Linked DNA regions of Capra hircus: regions 1 and 2 are each linked to region 3. Evidence: chromatin contacts called from public Hi-C data. All regions are on one chromosome and are shown on one strand. The core of a region is the stretch at or near the end of the contact, and the rest is flanking DNA. Distances in the headings are between cores, read along the strand shown.

Region 1 (3,435 bases), core at 309-2,808, 110 kb after region 3:
GGTCCATACAGCGAAACAGCCAGCTTTGCAGCCCTCTCGGGGGGCACACTGAGTGGTGGCATTCTTTCTAGTGGCAAGGGAAAATACAGCAGGTAAGCGATTTCTGGCAGAACTAGTTGGACTTATGAGAAGTAACATATCATGTTGAGCCATTTCTTTGTACCAGGCGTGTCTCATGTAGCATCTCGTTTTAATATAATCATCAATGGTGTTTTTGTGTTTGTTTTTTTTTTTTTAACCTTTGCAGTTAGAAAACAGGCTAAAAAGGTTGAGTGACACAACATAGAAGTTCTGTGTTTCTTCCCACTGTACCATAGTGACTCCATATAAAGAATAATCTTGACTTCAGATCCTCCCTCTACTGTGTTAGGCTGCCTCTTTTAGAAAGGGGAAGCATGCATTTTTGTAGAATTTCCAAGACTATGCCCTCCATTAGGATTGTCACTGGCTTTTAGTTGAACAGCATTTATGCTGTATCTTGTTGGCTTATTGGTACTGTGATCCTTATAACCTTCCTGTTCTGATTCCCATTTGATAAGAAAAATCAATTCTATAAACTTGTGTTCAGAATATGTAAGTCTTTATGACTGAAATGGTTGTGATTTGGTTGGTTGTTTCACCAGGTAGATAAAACAGAGCACATTCAGAGGAGCATAGCAGACGTTACGTGAGAAGCAGTTACTTGAATGCCCTGGAGAAGAGAGGCCTGAGGAGGGGTAGAGGTGATACAAAACAAGGTACAGAGGTAGAGGAGACGCTGCCTTCAGTTACCTGCAGGGCCTTGAAGTGGAAAAGGATTAAGACTTCTGCCTCATGCCAGGAGATAGATTAAGATAATTCGGCAGAGGCTAGAGGGAAACAAATTTTGTTTCATTATAGAGACTGTAGGAAAAATCTGTATAAAGTCCAGAGAAAGAATGGATTATATCAGTAGATAATTGAGCTCTGTACCTCTGAAAGTATTTGAAGTGAGACCAGAGGGCCAATTGGCTATTAGGAGGTCAAGCAACAGTTGGCAGATGGGCTGGATCCCACACCTGAATGCGTGTCACTCACTTGGGAGCCTTTTAAAAATAGATTGCAGTGCTCTATCCCAGAATTAATAAATTAGAATCTCCCAGAGTGGGACCTAGGAATCTCTGTTTTGAAAATTCTCCCCAGCTGATTCTAGCATAGCCATTGCACAGACCAACTTCTAGGAACCACTGAAGGAGATGGCCTTTGTGAAAGGCCTCTTCCAGTTCTGAGAGTGATCTATGGCAGAGCTGAGACTAGGACCCAGGTCTCTGACTCAGTGCACTTTCCATTGCACTGCCTCATTTTCCTGGACTGTGGCACATTCCTGAAGGGCATCTAAGGCTGGAGGAGCAGAGCAGAGACTCAGACAGCAGGATGGAGGTTGACTGAATGTGCGGCTGTAGGCTGCTGCTGACCTGTTGGTGTCTCCTGACTCTGGTTCTCTCTTGTTAGGGGATCCCGCCTCCACATGCTGGAGAATTCACTGCTGTGCTTTCTTGAAACCAACACCCCTGTAAATAAGCAGACATAATTGGGGACTGACTTGCTGAAACTGCAGCTTAGCCAGGCCAGCTGTTCCAGTTCTGTGAAAGCCTTTTATAGGAAGTGAATGAGTCAGATGGGTTTGACTGTGAAACCCATTATGAGGAAATACTTAAATGTGCAACCAAATGATATTGGAGCCAAGATAGGAAAAGCTATGGGTCCTCTGAGACACCATTGGGAAAGTTTGCTGCCGTTGGAGGTTGACTCTTATGTGTCCTTTAAGCTCATAGCCTGGGGGTGATTTGATTGCTGAATGTTTAAGTTCCTAGTACATGCAAGACATGGAGGGTAAAGTGTAAAAGAGACGTGGCCTCTCCTCTTTTGGAGCTCACAACTGAGCGTGAAAGAGATGTGTAAATTGATTTAATAAGTAGGTAGTTGCTGTGGAGCACTTTGCAGAAAGTGGTTTGACGGAAGAAGGAAGGGAGATAATGCTTCCTTGTTCTTAAGAACTGAGTATGAATTTGTCACATAGAGAAAGAAAACTTCAAAGAGAGGGACTAGCATATGCAAAGTCAGAGAGGTATAAAATGTGTATAGGTGTGTAAGGGGAAAAAATCCAATGTGATTAGGATTTAGGATCTATGGTAAGAGGTGGAACTGGAGACAGCTTGGAGGCAGATCAGGTAGACCTTAAATGCCTAATGGCAAGGGGGAGCCAAGAGAGGGGCTGTTAGAGTAATTAGGTTATTATCCACTTTGGCACTGATCTGAAAGTTGTTTGACTTGAACTTACGGCTACTGGAGACAGCACAATTGCAGTTACCCACGCGGGAGCTGTTGAGAGCCTGAAGTTAAGCAGTAGCAGTGGGGATGGAAAGGAGGGGACGATTTCAAAAGATAACTTTAAGAGAGAAAGTGTGTGGGCATCTCTTTGAGCTATTTGGCATTTGGAGACGATCAAATCAACTCAATTTGCAAGAGAATAATGTAAGTGGTATGTGCCAGGAAGCGGACTGTCTTGAAATACCCAGGTCTCATATTAACTTAAATGTCCCCTCTTTACACAGGTTAGAAGTCCAAGCCGATGTCCAAAAGGAAATTTTCCCCAAAGACACAGCCAGTCTTGGTGCAATTAGTGACAACGCAAGCACTCGTGCTATGGCCGGTTCCATAATCAGTTCCTACAACCCACAGGACAGGTATGTGAACAGTCAGATGCCTAGGAGAAGTTGCATTTTTTGGTTGAGTTTTGGCCTTAGAAGCACAATGCCTCACGTTAGGGCTCTATGTACCATATAGTGGGATACATGGTGTGTATACCCTGTGGATTCATTGAGCACATTCTTGGTATGGGAGTGTTGGGCATCTCTTGATTGATTCTTCTGTTAGCACTTGATTTTTAGAGGTTTTTTCTTCCTTTTTATTTTTGGCTGTTGCAACAGTGTAATTATTCACATGGAACTTAACAAGCTAGATGGGTATTCACTGATGTTTATGGCTCTGTGGTTTCTGTTCTTACGTTGATCCTTGCTTGATGTGGCTCTTGTAGCCTATTTCTCTATTTTTGAGAAGCTAGTGTATCTGGTATGGTGTGATTACAGCACTCCCTACTGGAGAGATTCTGGTTTCTTCTCATTGTAGCAGAGAAGTAAAAAGCTGTGACTCTTTCACTTTAATATTTTGAGGAAGATAGTGTGAGGTTCTGATCCTTAGTTGAATTTTGGAAGCTCATTTTTAGTTGTTTAAAGAAATTGGCAGAATAACTAATAAGGATATATAGCACAGGAAACTCTTCTCAATATTCCATAATGACCTATGTGGGGAAGGAATCTTTAAAAAGAGTGGCTATGTGTATAGGGATAACTGATTCACTTTGCAGTACAGCAGAAACTAATGCAACATTGTAAGTCAGCTATACTCCAATAAAAA
Region 2 (3,658 bases), core at 1,126-3,625, 90 kb after region 3:
TTGTTTCTGTCAGCTGCACAGGAGGAAGCATCTCAAAGCCAGCTGGGTCTGTCTGGAATCAGAGGTCCCCAGGTCCTTCAGCACACTCTAACCCAAGGAACAAAGCAGCCTTCTCCCCCATCTTTCATCCCTACAAACAGGCACACATCTCCTCCAACCAACTGCTCAGGACATTGGTCGCCAAGAACAGAGTCAATGATGATTATAGGGAACTGTGGCTGAGATAATGTCACTTACTATTATAAATAGTACATACCTCCCCACTACATTTTTCAGCCTCCTTTGCAATTAAATTGAGCCTGTGTCACAAGTTCTAATAGTCTATGAGTGGAAGTAACATATGTCATTTCCAGGCTGAAGTATTTAATTGCTGCTGCACAACCCTCCTGCTTCCCAGGTGGCGCAGTGGTAAAGAATCCACCTGCCAATGCCGGAGACACAAGGGATGCAGATTCAATCCCTGGGTTGGGAAGATCCCCTGGAGTAGGAAATGGCAACCCACTCCAGTATTCTTGCCTGGAAAAGCTCATGGACAGAAGAGCCAGGTGGGCTACAGTCCATGGGGTTGCAAAGTGTTGGACATGACTGAACACATGTGTGTACACACACACACCCTCCAGCTCTCTTTCCCCTATTGAGGCCATCCTTAACACCTCGGGTTGAGGTGGTAGAGCCCAGGAAGAAAGTGCCATGGACCTCTCTGAGTGACCAGGAGAGTGCCTTGCCCCATAGGCAGGCTTTGTATGAGTGGGAGAAATATACCAATGTGTTAAAGCATTGAGATGTTCAGGTTGTTACCGCAGCAGAGCCCAGCATACTTTGACCAGTATACAGAAATCAATTGTTGTTTTAGCCATCTAGCACCAAATCTCCTTCCTCCTTGAGGAGGAACATTTCGCCTCCTTACGGACCTCTTTGGTATTGCTAAATCCAATGATCACTTCTCTGTTCTTATCGGCGTTGACTTCTCAGTGGGATTTGTCATAATTGACCACTCCCCCTGGAAACATTTTATCTAGGTGTCTGTGACATCATACTAGCTTGAGTTTTCTCCTGTGTCACAGCCCCTGCTTTTCAGTTTCTTTCGCTGGCTCTTCTTCCTCTGTTTTACCTCAAAAGTTTGAAGTTTCCCAGGGTTTATTCCTAAGGACCTTTCTCAAGGTTTTAATACCACCCATAAAAGACAAACGGTTATCTTTTAGTACAGTTTCTACCAATCTTTATTAATAACAGAGCACCTATTTTTAGGGACACATTGTGCCCAGTTAAAAAGCTACATATCCCAGTATGGCCATGTGACTACGCTTTGGCTAATGAGATGTAAGCAGAAATGTGCCAGGCTTTCAAGGCAGTCTTCCTTTTTTTTTTTTTTTTTTTAAGGCAGTCTTCTTAAAAGGAAATGAGTGTACCTTTCTTCTCTTTTCCCTCCCCACTGTCTGGAATGTGGACAATAATGAGTTGACCTTAAGATTAGAAACCAATTGCTAAGAATGGCAGAGCAGCCTTGAACTTTTACGAATTATTTCTCATGAAGAGAGAAATAAATTTCTATCATAAGCCTTTTTTTTTTCTTTTGTTATTTGCAACTGAGTCTAATCCTGCCTGATACCTTCCCATTGCTGTTAAAGCGGCTTGCTTTTCTCCCATTTGTAAGGCTGATTCCGTGTCTTCCCCCAGTCAGAGCAGTGGGGGATCAGCAGAAAGGCACTTCCAGGCACCCCCAAAATGCTGGACATCCGTCCACAATTTGTAAGTAACCAAACTACCAGAAGGTTAGAATGGGCGGTGGACCTAGGAATAGTTTAGTAGGTCACAGAAAGTACTGAATGCTAGATTGAGGGATTTGGATTTTATTTTGTAAACCTCTCCCAGATAGGGAGACCCTGTCTGTTTCACCTGCCTCCATTTAATAGAAGCTCAATGAATATATTCTTTATTAATTACTGGTTAATAAAAAAAACAACAAAAGATGTGTTGGAACGTAGACCAGTTGGGAATCACTATCTGATTTACCCTCATCGGCTTTTTACAGATGGAGTAACTAAAATATCATTTGCTGGAAGCAGCAATCGGCCCAACCTCGAGGAAAGGCAAACCGAAAACTCCGCCGCAGGTTCGATGTGGCTAGGGGCGATGATATTGACGGAAGAGGCCAAGTAAACTAGTTGAGTTACCTTCTTCTCAAGATGGCGGCCCTGGAATCACCTGCCCTCCGAGGAGGCGGGGCTCCGCCCCAGCACGCCCAGCGCGCCCCACCCCGCTCGGCCCCGCCCAGCGCCCCCCCACCCTCCGGCATGGGCGGTGCGGGTTGTGAGGTGTCTCCGCGAAGCGCCTGCGCAGTGGGCATCGGCGCGCGGGGCGGAGGCTTTATAACCACTTCGTCGCTACTGCTTGGTTTCTATCTCTGGGAGGGAGGCTGAGGCGGCGGCGGCCCGGGCGCCGGCTGAGGGGGCGCTGAGGCGGGAGCTGTGGTGGCGCTGGGCGCCCCTCGCCCCTCGGCCTCTGGGGACCATGGGCTCCGAGAAAGACTCCGAATCGCCGCGCTCTACATCTCTACACGCGGCTGCGCCCGACCCCAAGTGCCGCAGCGGCGGCCGGCGCCGGCGCCTCACCTTCCACAGCGTCTTCTCCTCTTCGGCCCGCGGCCGCCGCGCCCGAGCCAAGCCGCAGGCCGAGCCACCGCCCCCGGCCGCGCCGCCGCCGCCCGCCCCGGCCCAAGCCTCGCCGCCCGAGGCGCTGCCCGCCGAGCCGGCCGCCGAGGCCGAGGCGGAGGCCGCGGCGACAGTGGGGCCCGGGTTAAACGATGAGGAGGCGGCGGAGGGCGGTGGCTCGGGCCCGGAGGAGGTGGAGTGCCCGCTGTGCCTGGTGCGGCTGCCGCCGGAGCGGGCCCCGCGCCTCCTCAGCTGTCCGCACCGCTCGTGCCGGGACTGCCTCCGCCACTACCTGCGCCTGGAGATCAGCGAGAGCCGGGTCCCCATCAGCTGCCCCGAGTGCAGCGAGCGGCTCAACCCGCACGACATCCGCCTGCTGCTCGCCGACCCGCCGCTCATGCACAAGTACGAGGAGTTCATGCTGCGCCGCTACCTGGCCTCGGACCCCGACTGCCGCTGGTGCCCAGCCCCGGACTGCGGGTGAGCGCGGGGGCGTGGCCCTGGGGCGGTGGCCGCGGTGGAGGGGACCTGGGGCCGAAGGCTGGACCCTGCGTGTGGCCGGCCGCGAGGGGCGGTCCTCCACGCACCGTGTGTGTGTGTGTGTGTGTCCATGTCCCAGCGTGGAGGGAGAGGTGAGGGATGACCAGTGGAAGGGAGGCCAGGCGGCAGTTACGGCGGGCTGGTAAGCGGTAACCATCGGCAAGCCCAGCCCCTTGAGGTGAACGCACCCAGTGCCCAACCCCTGCCTGAGGACTTGAGGTGCCGAGCACTGGGTAAGAAGGGAGCTGTCCATCAAGTCAGGAGGCAGCGAGGGGCTGTTTTTGGTCCGGCGAACGCCCCTCTCCAGAGGAAGGGGGTATCTCTGAATGAGGATGGGGAGCTGATATCTGGCAAAGGACGGAATAAGACATCATTCTGAAAGGGCAGCGCTTTGGAGGGGTGTGTCCAGTTGACTAGGGGCAAACTTCGCAGCGTTGCAGGAGAAGGTGTACTTTTGCTGAGACCAC
Region 3 (3,528 bases), core at 126-2,625:
GAGAGGAGCACCTCTGGATGGTTCTGACTCAGGGTCTCTCGTGAAGTTCAGTCAAGTTGTCGGCCTAGGGCTGCAGTCATCTCTCTCTGGGGTCAGCAGGAGGCCTCAGTTCTTCCTTAGATGGGTCTCTCCATAGATGAGTGTCATCACTCATGGCAGCTGGCTTCTTGCTGGAAAAGAGAGGTACAGTCCCTGAGTGTATTCAACACAATTACCAGGTTTCCTCAGGGAGAAAAGTCTGCCGAATTCAAAGTAATTTCTACTAGCCTTCCTGGGATGTGCTGGGAAATTCTCTGCATTATATTTCATCGGGAGAAATAGCAGGCTTTTCACTTGAGAGTATTAAATCTGGAAAAGGTCAATCAAAAAGAGGGAGAGAGGCAAAAACCACAGTATCTTTTATAACCTAGACTCCAAAGTGACCTCCTATCCCTTCTGCCATATACTGTTGGTTACACAAACCAATCTGATAGAAAGTGGGAGGGGACTACACAAGGACGTAAAAACCCAGAGGAACGGCTCACTGGGAACCATCTTGGAGGCTACCTAAGGTGAGCAGAGCCTAGGCATCTCCCCTGTGCCCTGTAACATCCTTGTCCCACAGAATCCTTGAGCGTGATCAAATGCTGATTGCTTGTCCCCGTGAAGCTCAGGGTGCCCTATTACACAGTCGTAGGCTTCCCCGAAGGCTCTGCAATAAAGAATCTGCCTGCAAGGCAGCAGATGCAGGTTCAGTCTTTCTGGGTTGGGAAGATTCCCTGGAGAAGGAAATGGCAACCCACTCCATTATTCTTGCCTGGAAAATTACACGAACAAAGGCTACAGTCCATGGGGTTGCAAAGAGTGGGATGCATCTTAGCAACTAAACAAGACAATGCGAACAGATCCAAGAGAAGTATTCATCTAGTTCCAGGTGCCACTAGAGGGCGTCTGACTGCTCATCCCCCGTGGGTGTCAACGGAGTCTCTGGCATTTGCCAAATTAAGGGCACTGGAGAGAAATGACCAAGGAGGTGACCAGGTGGCAAATGGGCAAGAAGACGAAGAAAGACTAATTCTGCCCATGTCCATGGGCCCTGGTATTGGGGCTGCAGAGAGCAGAAGCTCGGGGGCAGCAGGCCATTGGGGTGCTAAGAGCAAGCCTTGTCAGGGAGTTCAAGGCTGCCAGCAGAGGAAGTTATTTGTCACAGAGTCCTTGAACAGCATGGCCTTGCCCGGGGGGCGGTGGGAAGCACCTCCACGCACCATGTCTGTAGATAATGAATGAGTTGAGCAACTGTGATGACAGGAACACAGCCATGCTATAAGCAGTCACCGAGGGGTCAGCCAAAGGTCAGCAAGAGACACCTAAGGAAACAAGTCTTTTTTTTTCCCCCTTCTCATTCCTCCACCAGAGGGCAGGGAAGAGACAGATCAGAGCACACCAGTCTCCTCTCCTGCCACAGGTCCTGCCTACTGCAACTTTGAATCCAATATTGATTGATCTTTAAAAAAGGAAAAACCAAGGTAATGCCTCAAACTAAAGACTGCACTAAAAACTAGGGAATTCCCTGGCAGTCAAGTGGTTAGGATGCTGGACTTCCACTGCAGGGGGCGGGAGTTCCATCGCCGGTTGGGGAACTGGGATCTGGTATGTCCTTGTTCAGTTCAGTTCAGTCTCTCAGTTGTGTCCGAATGTTTGTGACCCCATGAATCGCAGCACGCCAGGACTCCCTGTCCATCACCATCACCCGGAGTTCACTCAGACTCACGTCCACTGAGTCCATGATGCCATCCAGCCATCTCATCCTGGGTCGTCCACTTCTCCTCCTGCCCCCAATCTCTCCCAGCATCAGAGTCTTTTCCAATGAGTCAACTCTTCGCATGAGGTGGCCAAAGTACTGGAGCTTCAGCTTTAGCATCATTCCTTCCAAAGAAATCCCAGGGCTGATCTCCTTCAGAATGCACTGGTTGGATCTCCTTGCAGTCCAAGGGACCATCAAGAGTCTTCTCCAACACCACAGTTCAAAAGCATCAGTTCTTTGGCGCTCAGCCTTCTTCACAGTCCAACTCTCACATGTATACATGACCACAGGAAAAACCATAGCCTTGACTAGACGGACCTTAGTGGGCAAAATAATGTCTCTGCTTTTTAATATGCTCTCTAGGTTGGTCATAACTTTTCTTCCAAGAAGTAAGCGTCTTTTAATTTCATGGCTGCAGTCACCATCTGCAGTGATTTTGGAGCCCCCCAAAATAAAGTCTGACACTGTTTCTACTGTTTCCCCATCTATTTCCCATGAAGTGATGGGACCGGATGCCATGATCTTCGTTTTCTGAATGTTGAGCTTTAAGCCAACTTTTTCGCTCTCCTCTTTCACTTTCATCAAGAGGCTTTTTAGTTCCTGTTCACTTTCTGCCATAAGGGTGGTGTCCTCTGCATATCTGAGGTTATTGATATTTCTCCCGGCAATCTTGATTCCAGCTTGTGTTTCTTCCAGTCCAGCATTTCTCATGATGTCCTCTGCATATAAGTTAAATAAGCAGGGTAACAATATACAGCCTTGACGTACTCCTTTTCCTATTTGGAACCAGTCTGTTGTCCCATGTCCAGTTCTAAATGTTGCTTCCTGACCTGCATACAGATTCCTCAAGAGGCAGGTCAGGTGGTCTGGTATTCCCATCTCTTTCAGGATTTTCCACAGTTTATTGTGATACACACAGTCAAAGGCTTTGGCATAGTCAATAAAGCAGAAATAGATGTTTTTCTGGAACTCTCTTGCTTTTTCCATGATCCAGCAGCTGGGAGGAGCAACCCGAGGAGTGGTGGCTGCGCAGCACAGGAGGGCCTAGAGGACCTATCCCACGCTGAAGGTCAGGAACGGTGGCGGTAAGGAGATACCCCTCATCCAAGGTAAGGAGCAGCGGCTGTGCTTTGCTGGAGCAGCCATGAAGAGATACCTCACGCCAAGGTAAGAGAAACCCAAGTAAGATGGTAACTGTTGCAAGAGGGCATCAGAGGGCAGACACACTGAAACCATACTCACAGAAAACTAGTCAATCTAATCACACTAGGACCACAGCCTTGTTTAACTCAGTGAAACCAAGCCATGCCTGTGGGGCAACCCAAGATGGGCGGGTCATGGTGGAGAGGCCTGACAGAATGTGGTCCACTGGAGAAGGGAATGGCAAGCCACTTCAGTATTCTTGTCTTGAGAACCCCATGAACAATATGAAAAGGCGAAATGATAGGATACCAAAAGAGGAACTCCCCAGGTCATTAGGTGTCCAATATGCCACTGGAGATCAGTGGAGAAATAACTCCAGAAACAATGAAGGGATGGAGCCAAAGCAAAAACAATATCCAGTTGTGGATGTGACTGGTGATAGAAGCAAGGTCTAATGCTGTAAAGAGCAATATTGCATAGGAACCTCGAATGTTAGGTTCATAAACCAAGGCAAATTGGAAGTGGTCAAACAAGAGATGGCAAGGGTGAATGTTGACATTCTAGCAATCAGTGAACTGAAATGGACTGGAATGGGTGGATTT

What was found. Hi-C and Micro-C count contacts between places; a contact is called where the count stands out from the background.
Region 1: a Hi-C map of blood shows a contact between it and region 3, with 5 times the contacts expected there. The contact joins two enhancer-like sites. A contact is called at or near these places in 2 of 5 Hi-C or Micro-C datasets (both in blood).
Region 2: a contact with region 3 is called in a Hi-C map of blood, with 6 times the contacts expected there. The contact joins the promoter of RNF19B here to the enhancer-like site in region 3.

What each region holds. Positions count from the first base shown.
Region 1 is chr2:14,987,499-14,990,933 of ARS1.2, reverse strand. RNF19B (E3 ubiquitin-protein ligase RNF19B) reads left to right here. Exons shown (of 9, transcript XM_018058077.1): 7 at 1-92; 8 at 2,574-2,705. Among named protein-coding and RNA genes, the nearest start is that of RNF19B, 20 kb to the left of the region's middle. Within about 2 kb of position 1,558, at least 2 of the 5 cell types and tissues checked have an H3K27ac peak or open chromatin away from gene starts, as enhancers often do.
Region 2 is chr2:15,007,760-15,011,417 of ARS1.2, reverse strand. RNF19B (E3 ubiquitin-protein ligase RNF19B) reads left to right here and starts at 2,375. Exons shown (of 9, transcript XM_018058077.1): 1 at 2,375-3,131. The coding sequence starts at 2,512.
Region 3 is chr2:15,097,043-15,100,570 of ARS1.2, reverse strand. It overlaps LOC108638640 (a long non-coding RNA gene), which reads right to left. Exons shown (of 3, transcript XR_001920009.1): 2 at 1-170. Among named protein-coding and RNA genes, the nearest start is that of AK2, 26 kb to the right of the region's middle. Within about 2 kb of position 1,375, at least 2 of the 5 cell types and tissues checked have an H3K27ac peak or open chromatin away from gene starts, as enhancers often do.